Regions from separate parts of the Mus musculus genome. Here regions 1, 2 and 3 are each linked to region 4. Evidence: chromatin contacts called from public HiChIP or PLAC-seq data. All regions are on one chromosome and are shown on one strand. Each heading gives the region's core, a stretch centred on a gene start, on an enhancer-like site or on the middle of the called end of the contact. The rest is flanking DNA. Distances are from core to core; before and after follow the strand shown. Region 1 overlaps Gm42294 (a long non-coding RNA gene). Region 2 has its middle 10 kb from the start of Gm42294. Region 3 overlaps Gm11482 (predicted gene 11482). Region 4 holds the start of Tnfsf8 (tumor necrosis factor (ligand) superfamily, member 8).

Region 1 (2,700 bases), core at 148-2,647, 140 kb before region 4:
TTTTTTTTGGGGGGTCTTATGTTTTTATTATGTTTGGGTCTTATATTTCTATTATATATTATAATTTATTATATTTTATATACTTTTCCATCACAGTCACATTTTATATGCTTTTCTACTACAATAAAAAACTAACTTATGATAGAGTTGACATGCTATCATATAAATAAATTTATATCTTCTTTTATGACTGTGCCTTTGTCCTCATTCAACTTTTTTGACTTAGTTTTTTTGGGGTTACCTTTTTACACCTTTTCGTGAGTATTGGGGACCAAATTCAGAGATTTAGGCCTGTGAAGTCAGTGCTTAATCACAAAGCCACCTTATCAGTCCTGAGTTTCATCTCTCATTTAACAAAGCCACAGAATTCTTGGAGTATCTGTTTGATGAAATCAGCATCTATCCCTGTCCCTCCCCCACCTTTGAATAATATTTTATTTTCTATTTTATGTGCATGGGTATTTTGCCTGCATGCACATTTGTATACCACAGGTGTGACTGGTGCCGATGGAGGCCAGAAGAGGGCTTCAGATCCCCTGGAACTGGAATTATGGAGGGTTGTGAACACACTATGACACACTATGAGCCCTAATCACTCTTTTCCTTGAAGTGGGTTTCCTTTAGGTGTATTGCCACAGTAAGAGAGAACTGACTAATATAAGAACACTATGAGCCTCAGAAGTCAGTCTTACTGAGTTATTAAGTGTGGGGATAAATGTGACCTGTCTGAGACCTTAGTCTGTCTTGGGACACTTGATTGGAATTATAGATGTCTCCAAAATACATTGCATCCCTGAATAGCTGGACTAGGTGTGATTGCCCTGAGAGAATGGCAAGTCCCAAAGGCCTTGGACTCCACTCCCCTCTGCCTGTCTGCATCAGAGCCATAGGTACTTCTAGGGATTTAGTCTTAGCGTGAGGTCTCCACAGTGGGGTTTCTCTGACCTTTTAGTTCAGGGACCATACTCCCCTTGGGGAAACATCTAAGGGTTAGGTACATAGTATGCCTATTCAGACATGCTTAGCCCCTGTATTCTATGACTCCTTTAGCTTCTTCCTCTTTGAACCTCTCTTTACGTTCTATTAAACAGACACTGTCATCTAGGGCCCATCTCCTAACCACCGCCACCCCTAAAACTCTTGGGAAGAGGAACATAGCTTACTATTTCCCTTGTGATTTTAGACTACATTTTCTTATGCAAAGGTAAAGACTAAGAGAGATCCTTGGAGCATGGCAAGTAAAGCTTAGATGGGCATGCTTTTGAATAACTGTGTGAGAAGGGATTTTGGACCTTCTTGCAGCAGCTGTAAGAGAAACACTTACTGTCTAAGTGCATGGAATGGAGCATGCGGGCCAAGCCCAGGGTGCAGCTTACTTGCTTTGGCCCAGAGACAGCTGGCAGCCGGCCAGTGTTTTGGCCTCCTTGGTCTTTGACCCCCAAAGGTCTGGAATTAGAGTGAGTCACACTTGTTATTAGCCGATGATCGTATTGTGAGGTCACAAACCCAATGTTACCTAAACTTTGAAGTGTGCAATAAGTGTCTGGGATACAAACTCTGAGTCGCTTGTGATAAAGGCCCTGTCTTTGTTTTTAAATCCCCAAAGCCTTTCTTGTTTCCTTTATAACCTTTATCACAATCACTTGGCAATTATTTAGTAATTCCCTTATTGTACTCTCTATTTCAACTCAATAGTGCAAATATTTGGCGAGTCTGTTAGCCTTATCCGTCTCACACATGGCACTTGGCAGAGCCTGACATGCCACTGTGGCCTTATGGCTTCATACTGTTTGTAATTTAGTATGTGCAGAAGAAAAGAGAAGGAGACCACAGACCATCAGGGTCATGTTCAGAAAGTGTGACAGCTGGTTCTTACTGAGCAGGGACCAAGGATCTCGACAGAACCATCATCAGTTGCTGTCATGTGTACTGTTTCCTTTTGCCTCTCAAGGGTATCACCCTAATCTTACTGCTTTGTAGATGGAGGAGGTAAAGTGCAGACAGACTGGTTCAGCTATCTGAGTCTCAGAGCTGGAACACGGCAGAGGAGAGATCATACATCTATCTACTTCCATAGCCTTGCTCCATAGCCTCAGGTATCGGTGCATGGAAAATTCAACTAGAACGAATTAGCTGGGAGTTAAAAAAAATATTTTCTCTGTGTTCCACCTAAGAGATTGTGGTGGTTTGAATGAGAATGGCCCACACAGGCTCATATATTTGAATGCTTGGTACTCAGTTGATGAACTGTATGGGAAGGATTAGGAGGTGCGTCTTTGTTGGAGATATGTTGTTCAGGGTAGGATTTGAGAATTCAAAAGCCCTCACAAGGCCCAGTCTCTCTGTCTCTCTGTCTCTCTCTGTCTCTCTCTGTCTCTCTCTCTGTCTCTCTCTGTCTCTCTCTGTCTCTCTCTGTCTCTCTCTGTCTCTCTCTGTCTCTCTGTCTCTGTCTGTCTCTGTCTCTCTCTTTCTCTTTCTGCTGACTTCAGATCAGGATCTAACCCTCTCAGCTACTGCTCCATTACCACACTTATCTCCTTTATGTCAAGATGATAATGGACTAATCCTCTGCAATGATTTTTAATTTCTTTAAAAAAATAGGAGTCATCTTAGGTATGGTCTCTCTTCACAGCACTAGAATAGTAACAGCATTAGGCTTATTAATGCTGTGATGAAACACTGTGACCAAAAGCAACTTGG
Region 2 (2,728 bases), core at 211-2,710, 170 kb before region 4:
TTCACGCGGCATTTGAAAGAGAGAAGGGAGGGGCATGTGGGAGGGTTGGAAGGAGGAAAGGGAAGAGAGAAATGTTTTAGTTATAATATAATCTCATAAACAGAAAAAAAGAATGGGGTATGTGCAGTTGAGTGGGCTTGAGTTCAAATATTCATGAGTGTGACCTTGAATGGATTACTTAAGTTCCTCAGCCTCAAGTTATTTCACTTGCAAACTGGGGACAGTGAGGAGAGCCTTCCTCACAGGGTTCTTATGACCGTTAACCCGTGCAAACCTCTTCAAAGAGCACTACTGTAAATACTCAGTATTAGCTACTGGTGTTGTTGAGTGCCTGCTAACAGAGTAGATCATTGAAGCAGGCCAACATCCAGGCTCCTGTCGAGGATGAATGATTCTGTGACCCATCACAGAGGGGAGGGGAGTAAATGACACGAACATGGTGTTCTCATGGAGTCAATTAGACTCTTACAATAACCCTGCAAAGCTGACCGAGTCTACTAGATGCCCCATTATCTAGAAAGCTACGTCTGGTGACCAACTCAAGATCCTCCCTTCTTTTTTCCCTTCCTCCCTCTCTTTGTTGCTATGGAAAACAGATTTGTATATATTTGTGGCCCTGATGTCTCAGTGTCTGTGAACATTGTAATATATTAACTCAGGTTGAACAAACACACAGATGACTTTACATCCCCCTCACCCCATGTTTTTTCCTGAGGACAGAGCTTACCGTCTGCCATGTGGGATGTATTCTTTCCTATGATTTCCGTTTGAAGAGACCAGATATTAAAAAAAAAATCAAAAGGAGCACTCTGTCCCTATTGTAAAGACCCACCACATTTCCCATCTCTCTGACTTTAATTAATATGGCAAAATGGGACTGTCAGATGTCTTAAGTAAACTTTGTTCCAATTGATGTAGTTCACTTGTGCATGAAGGGGATTTGCTTTGAAACCCTTTGGACTTATCTTCAAGGGCAGAGATCGATGTGTGAATTCAAGGATCTTTCTCTAGTTCCTGGGGAAGTTGGGCACTCTGTTATTCCTTTCTCTGAGAACTCTCCAGTTATGCTTGGGACTGCATCCATGTTTCCAAGAAGTTGCCATAGTTATAGCAGTTTGTTAGTATGAAAACCACAACACTAACACAGTACATTCTGCTGAGAAGAAGGGTTACTTTTTTGCCAGTTACAACTGGGTGGGGAATTACCCGGTTTTGGCTGGAATTTAGCTCCAGTGCTATGGCTGATAGTGTCCTTGAGCTGTATCAAGGAGTCAGGAGCATGTGAGCAGGACCCCACAGTGAGGGGAAGGTTTGGTGTTCTATGTGGAGGGGTTCATGAGACTGAGATCTGGCCCTGGCTCTAACATTTGTTCTTGGTGTGACCTTGGTCATGGACCTCTCTTTTAGACTGTTTCTGTGTCTCAGGTCAATGAAGTTGTTAGAGAGCTTGTCCAGCAGAGGGTGATATTCCTCCTATTTTGGCTGGGCCCTACTCTGAGAAGCCAGATCACTTACTGCCCTGGGGGAGGAATCCATGATCTAGTCCCTGGTGGAGCTAGATCCCATGTGGGTTTTTAGATTTGTAGCTGGCCAGAGTTCTGCACAATATTGTTGTTGTTGTTGTTAAACCTCACATCATCTTCTAGGTTGTGTATTAGCCTTCCATTTCCCAGGCCAGGGAATTGTCGGGTTCCAAAGCAACTCAGGTCAATTGGCTAGCCATGGTGCCTGTTAGCATACCACAAAGCAGATGCTGGCCCCCAGGATCACCCATTACCTGTGGCTTCTCTTAGCTCTCCTTGCTCTGTTTAGTACCCTGAACCTCTCCAACCCATAGACTCCCCTTCCCTTCTCAAGCTTTCTCCCTTATATAACCCTGGCATTTCAGCCACAGGTTCCATTGGTTCTGTTGTCCTTGGTCTTCTTTTCTTGTTCTCTGCCCTCCCCTCCTAGACCCCATGGCCTGGTCCAATCTGCTGGCCATGTTTTCTGTCTACTGCTTTCTCTCCGTGCTCTGGACTCTTGCAGGTGCCTCTGGCTGTACTCTTCCTCACATCTACGATAAATACCTTCTCCTCAACCATACCTTGGAGCAGCCATATCTTCATTTCGCCCTTGAAGCACCTTGGGGAATTGAGAGGACCTGCCTAGGATCCTGCTGGGCCTTTTTCCCATGGACTGCATCAGGTAGCCATTGTTTGTAAAGAGCTTCTGTTGACCATAGAAGATCCTTGACACATATACTGAGGAGGGCAGAACATGAAATCCTATTAGAGTTCAGGGGGAGCCTCACTGTGTAGCTCCATACAATCTCCTTTCCCATAAAGCTTTCCTTTTTTTTAGTGAAGGGTCTGTGAAATGTGACCTCAGGAAGGACAGCAATGGCCCCACGTTGCAGACAGTGGAATCCACTCTAACTTACCTAAGTAGCAAATGGGAATTTTTAGAGGATATCAGGAAACTCTCAGAATCTCCAGAGGAGCCAGAGGAGAAAATTTGAAATGGTGTAGCCATAAATAGTGCCCAGCCACGCTGTGGGGGCTTTTCTGGAAAAAAATCACCACTTACACAACTTCTCAGTAATTGGGATTTTGACACTGTCCACCCCATGGAAGCTAAGACTGAGTGAGGCCTTCTGTGTGGAGGGGTCCGGCTGGACACGTAGCTTGATTCAAATCTCCCTGTGGATCGACTTTACAGCGAAGGAATGCAGGCTGCGAGAGAGTGT
Region 3 (2,786 bases), core at 237-2,736, 220 kb before region 4:
TTTCCAAATTTGCTCAAAGTTTCCCAGCACACGTGGCAGAAACTTCTATTTCTGTCCCTTCCCAGCTTCTACTTCCATTTCTCCTACAGAAAAAGAACCTCTAGGTTTTAGTTAGAAAACATACAGCTATCTGGAACAAAGAATTGAACTCAGTCTTTTTTTTTTTTTTCCAGCAAAAGCAGCCACGAGACTGAACTCTAGCTAACCACAAATTAGAAACAGTGTCCTGGGTAGATTCTGCAAATAATCTTTTGTTCTTGTTGCCTTCTGGCTGGGATGTGGAGGTGATTCATTGCCTCAGTAATGACATGTAACTGTAAAAGTCCATTGTCTTATGGGCATGCTTGCTTCCCACTGTATCTGTGCTTGAGGTGGTTAGCTGGGCTTGATGGCATGTGTAAGAATTTGGCTCTCTGCTGGATGATGCAAAATTGCTGTGTATATATAGGTCACCAAAGGTGGCCTCCTGTGCCTCATCTGTCCCTTGTTTCTCTATAGGATAGCCCATGCTATAAGATGATATAAGAGGCCACAAGTGGAAAGTGGAAACATACAACGTGGGAAAACTCTGTTAATTACAGTCGAAGTCCATGTGACCGGATACCTTCTGGGCTTGGCGCACTTATGGGAAACTCCCTTTGTTAATGGGTTTTCTCCTTCTCTGACCTTGCGTGGGAAATTCTAAGCCCCCACATGAACTCTTCTCCCTAAGGATGCCATGTAGTCTCACTTAGTTTATAGGATCAATTCCCTTTCTCCTGATAAAACCCATTCAGCAATCGCCTAAGGTACCTGAAATGCTTCCCAAAGCTAATGAGGCATTCTAGGTACCCTCAGCCCCGAGCCAATGACCTTTGCTCACCCTTGATGTCCTTACCCTTATTCCCCCAAAACTTTATAAGCCTTCAATCACATTAAGTAAAGTTGATCTGCCTATTGACTGTGGGTCTCCGTGTAGTTTATGCACCATATGTACTGACAGGGCTTCTGGAACTCCCTGAGTGATGTCTCTACTTCCACTGCTCTTGTGGACTGTATCTACTGACAGTCCACAAAGTGGGGAGACCCACAATACAACTAACTTTTCTCGACTTCTTTATGTCATGTTGCCTAGTATCTTATTGGTCGAAGTCATGTGGCCAGGTTCCAAGACAGACCAGGCTAGGGAGACTTCCCTGTTACATGGCAAAAGCTTGGGTAAATGATGGGATGGGAATGGAGATCCAAATGGGTCCAATTTATTATATGTGGATGAGTGAATGGAGGGATAGACAGAAAGACAGCTGAAAGATAAAATTCTGCTCCTTGTGTCCAATAGAAGGGGTAAAGAGGCAGTTTCTGGTCTCTGGTGTGTCTAGGGCTCCTTATCTGGGCCCATCTTGGATTGGAGGTTGTCTTTGGCACCCAAGAGAGAGCTTAGAGCTGTGCTGTAGCCCCGGGCTGTGGGTTCTGTGGGTTATGACCTGCTTCTTTCCCAAGAGCCTTCACTTCTGAGTCATTGTGAAAACTTTCACACACCTTACCCTGTGACTGGCAAGAATGTACTTTAGAGATGAGAACCCTTCAGAGGCTTTGTGTTCATAGCATGTAAACAGTCATGCTGTTGCCTGCCTAGGCTGCCAAAGACATGTATGAAAGGCATGCCTCTGTTATGTAATATAAACAAATGATTACAGTATCAGCGATATGGGATTCTTCTAGGCAGCTCATAAGTCCTCTAGAACCTGATAGTAAGAGGGAAAGATGAAAAATGAGTTAATATTTTGGGGACTGCATGGATTTTTGAGCCTCCTCCCACTCTCTGCAGTAGTAAGGATTGGATCTAGAGCCTCACTCATGCATTGATCTAGCTTCAACCCTGATAATATATATCTTAAAGAAGATAATGTTTCTTTCTGTTAGTACATGTAAGAACTCAGTGTTCTGCTATATGTATTGAAAATCCTTTAATGTTAGTTGTTTCAAATGCCCCCCACACCCCCAACAGCACTCTAACATCTACAGACATCACAAGATGGCTGCACTGAGAGAAGTCAAACCTTGGAATGATGGCTGCTTGTGGAAATGAAAGGCTAACACTCTTCATGAGAAAATTGATAATGAACCACACTGTTGTGTATCAGTGCAAGAGTGAGTGCTAAGGGCAACCCAGATTTCTTCTAAGACGTACAAACAGTCTGTGTCTGTTTTGGTGATGTTAGCACTCACAGCCCCTTGGGACTTTTTCTTTCTGTGGCAGAAATAGGAGTGAATCTGGCAAGTGTCCAGATTCTTAAACACCAAACACATGCTTTTCTAGTATTCTTTGCTTAAATGCAAGTAGACCTTAATCCAGTTCCTTGTCATTTGCAGGGCTACAGGGAAGGGCACCAAAACATACCCATTTCCAAGGGCTGAACTCTGGAGGCCTGAGGTGGGTCTTTCTGATTCTTTTAGATTATTGTCCAATCCCAGTATGTCAGAGCATGGGTACTGGAAGGGAACATTGATTTGACTCCCTTCCTCTACGATGAGGTTTTTGGGGAGTGTCAAAGCCCAGAAGTCGGAAGAGACCACCCCACAGGGGTCTCAGAGGGCCTCCAGGAGCATAACCCCTCATTCCTGCACACAGAGTGTGATGACCCCCACCACCACACACAGCTCATGTCTCTTTAAGTGGAAGCTTGCCAGTGCCCAGATGCACTAGCTCAGAACTCTTTTTACATCCACTTTCAGAAGAGAGAAAAAAAGACGTTCTATAGTATTTGTCTGGGGGCTGTAGCTCTTACATTTTGTCATATGGCCTA
Region 4 (2,700 bases), core at 83-2,582:
CTTTCTCCCCCTACCCCCATTTCAAACAAACGAAATTTCCCAAGATGGTGTGGCCCTGCACATTATGTGTGCATCTCAGAGGGTACAGGTGACAAAAACACTGCTACTTTTCAACACCCTGAACTCTTCAAAGCCAGTGGCTTGTGAGGAAGCTTTCGATTTCTTTTGTGGGTTTTAACATTGAAATAGCAGAGCTCTGGGAAGACTTGGCCTCTCTCTCTCTCTCTCTCTCTCTCTCTCTCTCTCTCTCTCTCTCTCTCCCTCTCCCTCTCTCTCTCCCTCTCTCTCTCTCTCTCTCTCTCTCTCTCTCTCTCTCAAATATCACAGTCTTTAAAAAGTAGCTCCTCACTAAAAACAAGCAAGCAAGCAAGAAAACAACCACAACAAACAAACAAACAATAGCAACAACAGACTCTCGGCAAAAGAGAGGCCTCAGAAGTCCTGGGAGCACGGATTGAGGACATAACCTTAGAATTAGGATGAGCGCCTTACAGAGGTGATACCCACATGCGCACTCGCCATCAGGGCTCCCTATGCTTCCTCCCTCCATACTGTGAGGCTGTGACCCATCTGGGCTTCAATCTTAACTTCTCAAGGTCAGCAGCTCTTCTGTTGGCTCCAGTACATCTGGAAATTTTTGAGCTCATGTCCAGTTCTATTTCTTTTAAAAAATTCCCACTGAGTGCAGAAAGTTCATTTCTAGTTTTTCCCCTTTTCTCTGATATAATCTCTCTCTATATATGCATAGTTTTACTTATTTTCACTTTTTAAATTTTTTTTTTTTTTTTTTTTTTTTTTTGCTCCTAGTTAAACTATTCATTAGCTTCCCAGAGCTGTTCCTCTAGAGGACACACATTATAAATGAGGAAAGAAAAGCAGAAAAAAGATGTTTACTCACCTTTTTCTGGACTACCAGTACCAGAATGATCGCCACTGCCACAACAAGGCACACCAGTGCGGTGGTGCTGAGGTAGAAGTAGCTGCGACTTGTGCTTCTCCAGGGCCTCGTGCTTCTCCAGGGGCTGGCTACCGAGCCGGGCTGCACCTGCATGGCTGGGTCAGGGGAAGGAGCCCCACAGCTGCCTGCTTGTTGCAGCCCTGGCTCCATGCTTTATATAGTCTGTCCCACATCACACCTTATCTCTCCTCATCTGATTCGGTTCTGTACCCAGCTCTGTTCCAAGAAGGATTTTCCCCTGCATCCTGGATCATGTGACTTGGAAAAAAGCCTTCACCAGTTGCCGGATGGAGAAACTCTTCTCTGGGGGCGTGAGGCGAAGGGTGGCTGCAAGGGTGGGGGAGAGGTTCATTTTTCATCGCCTGGGATTAATCTGAGTGCAGAGAAATTGTAGCGAGATAGACGATGGTTGATGTCAGCGGGTGGTAGGAAGGAGACAGTTCCGCGTGAGTGTACACCAACCACTTCTGTTTCCTTTAGGCTCAGCCACAGAACGCCTTGCCGCGGGGACCCTGCACACTGCATGATCCATGCTGGTGGCCCAGGAAGCTTCCAGATTAGTCTCTTTGCTGGGTCCCTGGAGATGGCAGTCCTTTGTCAGCAGCACAATGACTGTTGGGGTTGTCCAACAATTACAGCATGCTCTAAACTGGAAACATACCCATTTCTGGGAAAGAAGAGCCCACTGTTTGGGCATTTACCTACCTGGAGACAAGGTTGTGGCAGTAGGATATTTGAGGATAGTTTCAAAGACATGGTGAGAGAAGAGGAATTTGGAAATAATTTGCTGTTGAACCAAAGCTCCTCTATCTCTTGCAGGGTGCTCTCCAGGGCTGTTAAATTTGCCGATGAAACTGGCTTGCCCTAAAGTTCATACTAGGGGAAGAAATTAGTGAGGGGGTCAGGAAGGGGAGGCTCAGTGCTGTGGAACGAGTGTGTGAAGTGTCTGTGGGTTGTATGGGGGTGCAAATAGTGTTCCAGGTGTTTGTGATGAGTTTGTGGACAGAGGTTACTAGAATTGAACATTCTGGCTCAGGTACAGTCTTGGGAACTTGGCTTAGAGGCTGACTTCACACTCGTCACCAGCCTCAGAGGCAAGTAGTATTTCTTCTTCACAGCATAGAGAACTGAGACCCAGCATAAAAGCATTCTTAATCAAATCTACCAGTGTTAATCTAATGGTAAAACTTGGTGGTATATGCAAACCAGCCTGGCTCCAAAAGCCTGCCGGACCCTTTCCTTACAGGCTGAAAACCTCAGGTTGCATCTTAGCCTTTCCTCTTCTCAGCATTGCTCCTTGAATAAGTCAACGCAGCCCCTGCTTTCACCCCAGTCTGCTTTGCAGTCATGGGGAAGATCAAACAGGATGATGTAAGAGGGCTTCCTGAATGGGAATGGACTTGGCAGCTGTTGTTGAACAATTCCTGTTAAACAGCCCAAGTTGCCCTCTGGGCCATGTCTGGAATTTCATATAATAAATAGATTTCTGGGACACAGAGCTGGATCGTATCTGTTGCTATGAATGACCTTTCTTTCAGAATATTCTCTAAAAGCTTCAGAGCTGCCTCCAGATGTGGCCTTCTGAAACCTCACTTGCTATTTCCCTTGAGGTAGACAGCACCTTCTCTTTTGACTATACACTACCTCTGCAGGTCACAGGACATGTCAGAAGCCCCAAAGAAATGCCGGATCCAAAGCCCAGCTCAGATTATTTAGCTTTCTGGATCTGTGTAGATCTCTCT

Evidence for each region. HiChIP or PLAC-seq counts read pairs in DNA pulled down with a chosen protein or histone mark.
Region 1: an H3K4me3 HiChIP or PLAC-seq map of bone marrow-derived macrophages shows a contact between it and region 4, with 4 times the contacts expected there. The contact joins the enhancer-like site here to the promoter of Tnfsf8 in region 4. A contact is called at or near these places in 2 of 39 promoter capture datasets (liver and stem cell-derived epiblast-like cells), 2 of 115 datasets of contacts at active chromatin or transcription factors (bone marrow-derived macrophages and thymic regulatory T cells) and 2 of 9 other capture datasets (adipose tissue and liver).
Region 2: a BATF HiChIP or PLAC-seq map of CD8 T cells shows a contact between it and region 4, with 8 read pairs. The contact joins the enhancer-like site here to the promoter of Tnfsf8 in region 4. A contact is called at or near these places in 5 of 39 promoter capture datasets (the 3T3-L1 cell line, cranial neural crest, liver and 1 more), 1 of 15 datasets of contacts at CTCF or cohesin (CD8 T cells), 6 of 484 Hi-C or Micro-C datasets (B cells, bladder smooth muscle, bone marrow-derived macrophages and 3 more), 9 of 115 datasets of contacts at active chromatin or transcription factors (CD8 T cells, T-cell acute lymphoblastic leukemia, bone marrow-derived macrophages and 5 more) and 4 of 9 other capture datasets (adipose tissue, liver, macrophages and 1 more).
Region 3: a contact with region 4 is called in a BATF HiChIP or PLAC-seq map of CD8 T cells, with 14 read pairs. The contact joins the enhancer-like site here to the promoter of Tnfsf8 in region 4. A contact is called at or near these places in 1 of 39 promoter capture datasets (hippocampal neurons), 1 of 15 datasets of contacts at CTCF or cohesin (CD8 T cells), 3 of 115 datasets of contacts at active chromatin or transcription factors (CD8 T cells, T-cell acute lymphoblastic leukemia and Th17 cells) and 2 of 9 other capture datasets (adipose tissue and liver).

The regions. Positions count from the first base shown.
Region 1 is chr4:63,716,699-63,719,398 of GRCm38.p6, forward strand. The region is part of intron 1 of Gm42294 (a long non-coding RNA gene); the gene reads left to right. Among named protein-coding and RNA genes, the nearest start is that of Gm42294, 22 kb to the left of the region's middle. Within about 2 kb of position 1,398, at least 26 of the 459 cell types and tissues checked have an H3K27ac peak or open chromatin away from gene starts, as enhancers often do. A contact at or near this core is called in adipose tissue and bone marrow-derived macrophages, where this site is marked.
Region 2 is chr4:63,684,896-63,687,623 of GRCm38.p6, forward strand. No RefSeq gene overlaps it. Among named protein-coding and RNA genes, the nearest start is that of Gm42294, 10 kb to the right of the region's middle. Within about 2 kb of position 1,461, at least 15 of the 459 cell types and tissues checked have an H3K27ac peak or open chromatin away from gene starts, as enhancers often do. A contact at or near this core is called in CD8 T cells, where this site is marked.
Region 3 is chr4:63,638,540-63,641,325 of GRCm38.p6, forward strand. It overlaps Gm11482 (predicted gene 11482), which reads left to right. Exons shown (of 4, transcript NR_151544.1): 4 at 499-939. Among named protein-coding and RNA genes, the nearest start is that of Gm11482, 5.5 kb to the left of the region's middle. Within about 2 kb of position 1,487, at least 16 of the 459 cell types and tissues checked have an H3K27ac peak or open chromatin away from gene starts, as enhancers often do. A contact at or near this core is called in CD8 T cells, where this site is marked.
Region 4 is chr4:63,859,952-63,862,651 of GRCm38.p6, forward strand. Tnfsf8 (tumor necrosis factor (ligand) superfamily, member 8) reads right to left here and starts at 1,333. Exons shown (of 4, transcript NM_009403.3): 1 at 899-1,333. The coding sequence starts at 1,108.